2 separate regions of the Sus scrofa genome follow, and region 1 is linked to region 2. The links are chromatin contacts, called in public Hi-C maps. All regions are on one chromosome and are shown on one strand. The core of a region is the stretch at or near the end of the contact, and the rest is flanking DNA. Distances in the headings are between cores, read along the strand shown.

Region 1 (3,493 bases), core at 590-3,089, 130 kb before region 2:
GCTCAGGTGAAAACAATTAACCCTGAAATAGACTGTATGTTTCTTTTGGATGCCCCAACAGAGCCCCAGGCCCTGAGACGCCACACACATCATTGTCTCCAGCTCTGTCCTAACCCGAGTCAAAGAGGAGGCAAGCCAAGCCAAGGGCTTGAGCCTCTGTGAATCGAATAGAGCAAGGCACTGAGGCAATACCAAAATCTGCCAGGAGATGGCGCTGCAGGGCAGAGTGTGTGTCAAGGATTGGCTCCGAGGGGCTCTTCCCAATGCCCCCCAGCCTCATCTTCTGTAGGACTCACTCGGCCACTGCAGAAAGTGTGGAGGAGGGAGGCTTCAAAGAGATTCTGAAAGGAGGGCAATGCTCACAAGGTGGTCCTCTGGGGGACTTCGGGGAAAACGCACTGGACCAGGAGTCAGGAATCCACACATGCTGTGGGACCCTGGATGCTCTGGCCTCCGTGTCCCCTGACCTGTAAAATGAGTGAGGTGCTCTGGACAGTGGTTCCCAAACTTGTTAGAGCCTGGGAATTCCCTGGGGATTTGTGGAGTGAACTTTCTAGTGTGGGGGTGGGATTCTGCCTTTGGGGGGGGTTGTTTGTTTTCGACAAGCTTCCACTGTGGTTCTGATATGCAGGCCAGGCTTGAAATCTGGTCCAGCTTGGTCAGCCTGGGATTCTGTGTCTGGGAACAGCCCCCAGAAGGACCAGGTGGGGCCGAATTGGGAGCAAGGGCCAAGGATGGCCCCTCTGGCCCCACTGAGGCCAGTGCTAGTCAGGCTGGCTTGGGGGCGGACATGCCATTCAGAACAATCCCACCCTCAGCCCAGCAGGCAGCAGGTGCTTGGCAGCATTGGGAAGGGGGAGGAGTTGGGGGCATCTTGCTCAACCCTGTAGGCTACCTGCGACCACCCCCATAGCGCTCCCCTCTCTCCACCGGGCAAGTTCTGCCCAGGTCCTGCCCCTTCTCCCTGCGGGACGTCTCCAGAAGCAGAGACAAGTCTCATCCCACTGGATCCCAATGCCTGGGTGACCTGCTCCCAGCCCAACGGGGAGGGGTGAGGCGGGGAGAGCAGTGGGAGGTGAGTCCAGACAGTCAGCCCGTCCCCAGGGAGTCTGTGTCCTGACCCAGGCTCTCACCCACACGTTTCCGGTCTCACTCACAAGATCGACAGCAAAGCCCATGTTTTCAGTTCAACCACATCCTAAGAAAATAGAACGGACTTGTTCCTAACCAGCAACCTAATTTTTCAACACGCTTCGCATCCGGCAGGCCTCCTCACCTCCTGGGTCCTCTTCCGTCCCGAGGGGATCAGCCTGGGTGTCAGGGTTGGACCAGAGCACACTGGCAGAGGCCCATCTAAGGCCAGAGCTCCCTGGGCCTTCCCTACAGGCCTCAGAGAGGTCCGGGGACTTTTGTCCTAGACCTGAGCCCACCAGGATTCCCCAGAAAGGTGACTGGAGCACGGAGTGAGGTTAGGTTTCCTTAGGACTCGGTGTCGAGCCCGGGGTTGTAATGAAAGCACAGGGGATCATGGGGCTGTCCTGGGATTGGGATTAGGAGAGGTTAGGACTGAGGCTGTGAGCCTGGACCAGGCTAAAGGGGGGCAGAGCTGAGATGGGGGCTGCGGTTAATAAGACGGTTTAGTGGAAGATGCGATCATGGTGTTTCAGGGGCATCACTGGCCTGAAGGGTGAGGGCTGGTTATTATGGGTCGGATTATAGCAGAGCTTGAAGAGAAATGTCATCAACGGAGGCAGAAGGCCACCCGCCTATCTACCCCCCTCGACAGGGTACGGCTGAAGGTCAGCTGGGCCTGCAGAGGCGGTGCTATAACTCAACGCACCAGGCCCAGCTTCTCCCCCACTCCTGGCCAGGACTCCAGAGGAGGGGATGGGTCACACCCAGCTTCCCCAGGCCAGTAGCCCTGAGCTCCAGCAGAAGCGTGGCCCCTGGAGCCTCCAAAGTTCAAATTCCAGCCTCCCACCCAGGAGCTGTGTGACCTCTGGAAGTAAGTACCCGCCTCCCTCAGCCCTAAAATGGGGAGCAGAGCCTTTCCCTTGAGAACGACCAGGAGGATGCAGCGCGAGCACCCAGCAGGCACCCTGAACTCAGGCCAGTTCTCTTCCCCCCGGGGGATCTTGGGAAGGGTGGGCAGGCATCAGAACCAAAGTCAGGTGCGGGAGCAAGGACGCAGAGAGGACGCCAGGCTGGTCTCTGCTTCCCACCCTCCGGCCCAGCCCCCAAGAACATCCCCTGCCCCCACTTCAAACTGGGGTTGGCTCTTTGCTAGCACGTTTTATTTTTTGTTGGCTTGGCTTTTGTTTTTTCAAGCAGCAGCTCAGTTGATCTTTTTTTTTTTTTTTTTTTTTTTTTATCTTTTGTCTTTTCAGGGCTGCACCCCTGGGGCATGTGGAGGTTCCCAGGCTAGGGGTCTAATTGGAGCTACATTGCCAGCCTACACCTCAGCCACAGCAATGCCAGATCCAAGTCACGTCTGTGACCTACAGCTCATGGCAACGCCGGATCCTTAACCCACTGAGCAAGGCCAGGGATGGAACCCACAACCTCATGGTTCCTAATCAGAATCGTTTCCGCTGCGCCACAACGGCAACTCCCCTGATCCCTGTTTTTTTTGTTTTTGTTTTTTTCTTTTTTTTTTTTTTTTTTTGATACAAGAGTCGGATCTTCCTTCCTGAGACTTGAGAGTCTCACTAAGGTTCTCACCCCTTCCTCCCCAAAGGTCACACAGCAAGTCATGGGACTCCCAGAATGCCAGAGTAGGAAGGACATTCCCCAAGCCAATCCCCTTGCTTTGCAGAGGGGCTGTCCCCAGGCCCCCAGCAAGTCAGGCCACACAGTGCCCTTCCCCGGGACCATGCAGTTCCCTGCAGTTGGACACTTGTGATCAAGCACCTTCTAGGAGGGTGGAGAGGGTAGTGAAGGAGAGGGCAGGGGGACCTGGGGCTCACGCAGGACTTCAGAGCCTGGAGGGAGGTTGAGGGAGGTGGGTTAAGAGGAACCAGTTGTTTGGGGCAGACGGATGCAGTCAGACAGCTGGAGGGGGTGGGGGAGGGGGGGTGCTCAGTTCCAGTTAAACTCGGGCATGCGGTTAGGGGAGAGGAGAGAGCTCCGATTTGCGGGAACTCCAAGGGCAAGGCCAGGAGGTTCTCAGGCTTGTGGGTCTCAGCCCAGCACACTGCTCCCTGCCTTCCAGTAGTCAGAGCTGCTTCTAACTGTGGCCGAGGCCTATTCTAGCACTCTTTTATATATTCATCTGTGCAGCTTACAGCGATCCCAGGAGACACTTACCGTGTTTCCCCCTTTCATTGAGGAAGACACCTAGGCACAGGAAGGTTAAGAGGTTTGCTCAGGCTTATACGATCAGTGTTTACCAAAGCCAAGATCTGGAGTTCGCTTGTGGCTCATCGGGTTAAGGACCCTGCATTGTCACTGCAGCTGCTCTGGTCGCTGCTGTGGCTGGGATTCCACGCCCGGC
Region 2 (4,016 bases), core at 1,022-3,521:
ATTACTTTTGGGAAGTTCAACTACTGGTAGTGTTTATAATCTATCTTTGGTTTTTTTAGGGCCTCACCCATGGTATATGGAGGTTCCCAGGCTGGGGATTGAATCAGAGCTGTAGCTGCTGGCCAGTGCCCTACAGCTACAGCAATGTGGGATCTGAGCCACATCTTTTCTTTTTTTTTTTTTTTGCTCTTTTAGAGCTGCACCCGCAGCACATGAAGGTTCCCAGGCTAGGGGTCCAATCGTAGTTATAGCTGCCAGCCTACGCCACAGTCACAGCAATGCAGGATCTGAGCCGCATCTGTGACTTACACCACAGCACCTCTCATCACCAGATCCTTAACCCACTGAGCGAGGCCAGGGATCAAACGCATGTCCTCATGGATACTAATCGGGTTCGTTAACCACTGAGCCACAATCGGAACTCCTAGTGGTTATAATCTAGTCAGAATTCTGAGGACCTCTCAGGTGCAAGAAATTTCCTGATTTATTTAAGCCAGTGAGTCTCACGGCCCATCCCACCTGATTGGACCAGAATCCTCCTTAGCTTAGATGTGGGGAGGTGGAGGGTCCCTAAGGCTTAGAGAAATGGGGGCTATAGGGAAACTGGGGGGAAGCTGCAGAGTTGGGGACGGGGGAGGGGAGATTCAGCTTCCACCTACTCACCAAATGCACCATCCTCCCCTCAGACACGCTTCTCTCCAAGCTCTTCCCTCCCCATAGTGATGGGTAGAGTGATACACTGAAAACAGGGAACATCAAGGTGAGGGTGGAAGAAGAATCAGGAGGACTTACAAGATGTGCTGGCCATCCTGGGGTGACAGGTATGGCACTCTATTTAGAATTCTGTCCCTCTGGGGGGTTCTAGTCCTGCCTAAGCTACTCCAAGCAAATTCCCAAGCCTCTGTGAGCTGGGCTTTCCTTGCCAGTTAAACAGGGATAATAATAATAGTAATGGCTATGATAATAATAATAATGTCTACATGGAGTGGAGAAGCTCCAGGAAGCTTCTGGTTGCTCTGTGGCACAGATTCAACCCCTGACCCAGTAAGCTCCAGTAAGCTCCAGTAAGAAGGATCAGGTAGCGCTCCGAACCCAGGCATGGAGCCCCAAGTCCCAGGTGGGGTGTATTACCTTATCCAATGGTCACACCGCTCCTCCAAGGCAGGTGCTGTTATTTCCACTTTATGAGGAGGAAACCAGGGCTCTGAAAGCTGCTGGCTCATGCTCACCCCATGCCCCTCGGGGCTTTGTAAACTGCGAAGCCCTGGACTCTTGTAATCGGTTGTTACGACCCTGTGGGGTTCTTCTCAGCTCATTCCCCAAAGATTTTTGGTAGAGAGTCCTTCTAGAGGATTGCAAAGAACACTGAACAAACTGATTTGATATATATATGTTGAACACCTACTGTGTGCGAGGCGTAGTGGGGGGGACTCAGCAATGAACAATATGGACAAATGACCCTCAGAGACCATACATTTTTGTGTGGGAAGAGTGACATCAAAAAAACAAACAAATATAGGAGTACTCTCATGGCTCCATGGTTTAAGGAGCTGGCATTGTCACTGCTGTGGCTCTGGTTGCTCTGTGGCACAGATTCAACCCCTGACCCAGGAACTTCTGCATGCGAGCGCAGCCAAAAAAAAAAAAAAAGCGTGTAATGTGTCCTATGATGATAAATGCTGGGAAGAAAAATAAAACAGGGAAGGGGATTGAGTGTGATTTTATGTCCAACAGAGAAAGTTCTATGACAGCTGTGTTCACCACTCAGATCTCAGGGTTTACAGGAATGTCATCTGCAGAAGGACAGAGCCTTGGCATCTCATTCATTGCTGTAGTCCCAGTCCCCCCAGAAGTTCTGGTTCCCAGGAGTTCCCGTTGTTGCTCAGCAGTAACGAACCTAACTAGTGTCCCTGGGGACACAGGTTCGATCCCTGGCCTCGCTCAGTGGGTTAAGGATCTGGCATTGCTGTGACCTGTGGTGTAGGTTGCAGGCATGACTCAGATCCTGAGTTGCTGTGGTTGTGGTGTGGGGCACCCGCTACAGCTCTGATTCAACCCCTTGTCTGGGAACTTGCATGTGTCGTGGGTACAGCCCTAAAAAGACGACGAAAAAAAAAAAAAAAAAGACGAAGAAGTTCTGATTCCCAGTAGGTGCTGGGTAAATATTGGTTGAACAAGAATGAGTGAATAAGCAAACAGCCACCATCTCAGACCTGCTGGAGAAACATCCTTGTCAGGGTAGGCACGGGGTTTGGATTCGGTTCCTATCAGCTGACACTTACAGAGAAGCCTCTGTGTGTCAGGCACTATTCTGGCCTTGCGGCTGCAGAACAACCCTTTCCTTTAAAGATCTTCCCTAGAGATGACGATGGAGCTGGAAATTTAGCATTCTAGAAGAGAAAGGAGCAAAGAGAATCAGAAAGAGCAAGGGGTTACGTGCAAAGAGTGAGAGTTTCAGGGTCAGGAAGGAGTTCAGCACGTGTACTGCCAGCCTTTTTTTTTTTTTTTTTTTTTTTTTTTGGGATGCAAAAAACAGCTAGTTCTGCTTTTTGGACTGGGGCTCGCTGAGTCAGGGGTTCAAAGGCAAGAGCACGGGGTTAGGAGTGGCAGATGTCATCTCCAGCAGATGGTCATGCCCCAGAGACAGTCTGTGGCCTTGAAGATGCTCGCTCCCGCCCCACCTCCTCTGGCCCAGGAATCAAGGTCAGGGGCAGACAACCGAGCTCAATTCCCTGGGGTCCCCAGCCCGGCCTCTCAACCAGGCCAACCCTTCCCGCGCACATCACCCTTGTTCCACCCTTGGCCTCCACATCAGGTTCAGCAGAGTCTCAGCGGCCAAGGGTGTGAGAAGAATGATTCCAGCATCTGTTATTAACCATGATTTCTATTCTTTTGGCTGCGCTTTCTCCTGAGCCCCAAAGACACTGGGTCAGTGCTGCTTTCAGCACCAGCGACTGATTTGCCAGGCCTTTGTTCCGACTCACAAAAGAAGGGGATGATTATTAAAAGAACAGACTTTGCATTCCATATTTACCCCAGATGACATCGCCTCGATCCCTAAAATAACTCCAGATCGCCTGTGTGGAACTCGGTGGTTCTTTTTCATCTCGCTGTTTTGCAACCGTCTAGGGAGAGCATCACCATGGTGATATTATCAGAGCGGGTCAAATAAAACTGCAACCTCTTGGGTTTGTGCTTGGTTTTCCTTCGGACCTTGAAACATGACTTTTTCACCCCAGAGCAGCTCTTTCATTTCTTCTAAGCACTTAACGTTTTCAGCTCCAAGTCGGCAGCAGCAATTTCTGACGGATTCCCCAGCGGTTAAAACCACAGAGGTGGTCCATGCTGGGACGAGGGGATGGAAGTGCTTGGGCCTGAGTTTCCAAAGGGGAAACTGTATTTACCAGAATCTCCTTTCCTTTGGATAAAACTTGGGTCAACGTTTCAGAGTGTTGAAAGAGGCACTAAATAAACGAAAAATCTAAAGAACCTTCAGTGTTTGGTCCAAGGAACATGGTTATAGAGTTCAACAAATAAACACAGCTGGCGTGGGGAGAGCCTTTAGCAAATACTTATCTTCTTGATTATTTATTTTTTTCATAATCCTCATCTTGGCCAAGTGCCTTTATTATATTATGGAATTCTCATACACCGCTGGTGGCAGTGTGAATTTGCACGACTTTTCTAATTGAAAACTTGGCAGTGGGAAAGAAAAGCCTTGAAAATATGCTCTTCCTGTGATGCTAAATTTTGCTTGTGGGTTTGAAGAAACTAGTTAGGGATGTGAGCAGAGGATTAGGTACAAAGATGCTCATTGCTTGGACCATGCAATGCTGGAAAAATGGGAATAACCAAACTGTACAACATGAGGAGATGGCTTTCAAAAAAATCACAGTCAGGGAGTTCCCGTTGTGGCTCAGTGGAAATGCATCTGACTAGCATCCATGAGGCTGCAGGTTCAGTCCCTGGCCTCATTGGGTTGGTGAAGGATCTGGCATTGCTGCGGCTGGGGCGTA

Evidence for each region. Hi-C and Micro-C count contacts between places; a contact is called where the count stands out from the background.
Region 1: a contact with region 2 is called in a Hi-C map of retroperitoneal adipose tissue, with 1.9 times the contacts expected there. The contact joins two enhancer-like sites. A contact is called at or near these places in 1 of 5 promoter capture datasets (liver), 7 of 47 Hi-C or Micro-C datasets (embryonic fibroblasts, mesenteric adipose tissue, retroperitoneal adipose tissue and 2 more) and 1 of 2 datasets of contacts at active chromatin or transcription factors (skeletal muscle).

The regions. Positions count from the first base shown.
Region 1 is chr6:78,063,972-78,067,464 of Sscrofa11.1, reverse strand. All of the region lies in intron 1 of NBL1 (neuroblastoma suppressor of tumorigenicity 1), which reads right to left. Among named protein-coding and RNA genes, the nearest start is that of HTR6, 12 kb to the left of the region's middle. Within about 2 kb of position 1,839, at least 16 of the 83 cell types and tissues checked have an H3K27ac peak or open chromatin away from gene starts, as enhancers often do. A contact at or near this core is called in retroperitoneal adipose tissue, where this site is marked.
Region 2 is chr6:77,930,041-77,934,056 of Sscrofa11.1, reverse strand. No RefSeq gene overlaps it. Among named protein-coding and RNA genes, the nearest start is that of CAPZB, 19 kb to the right of the region's middle. Within about 2 kb of position 2,271, at least 23 of the 83 cell types and tissues checked have an H3K27ac peak or open chromatin away from gene starts, as enhancers often do. A contact at or near this core is called in retroperitoneal adipose tissue, where this site is marked.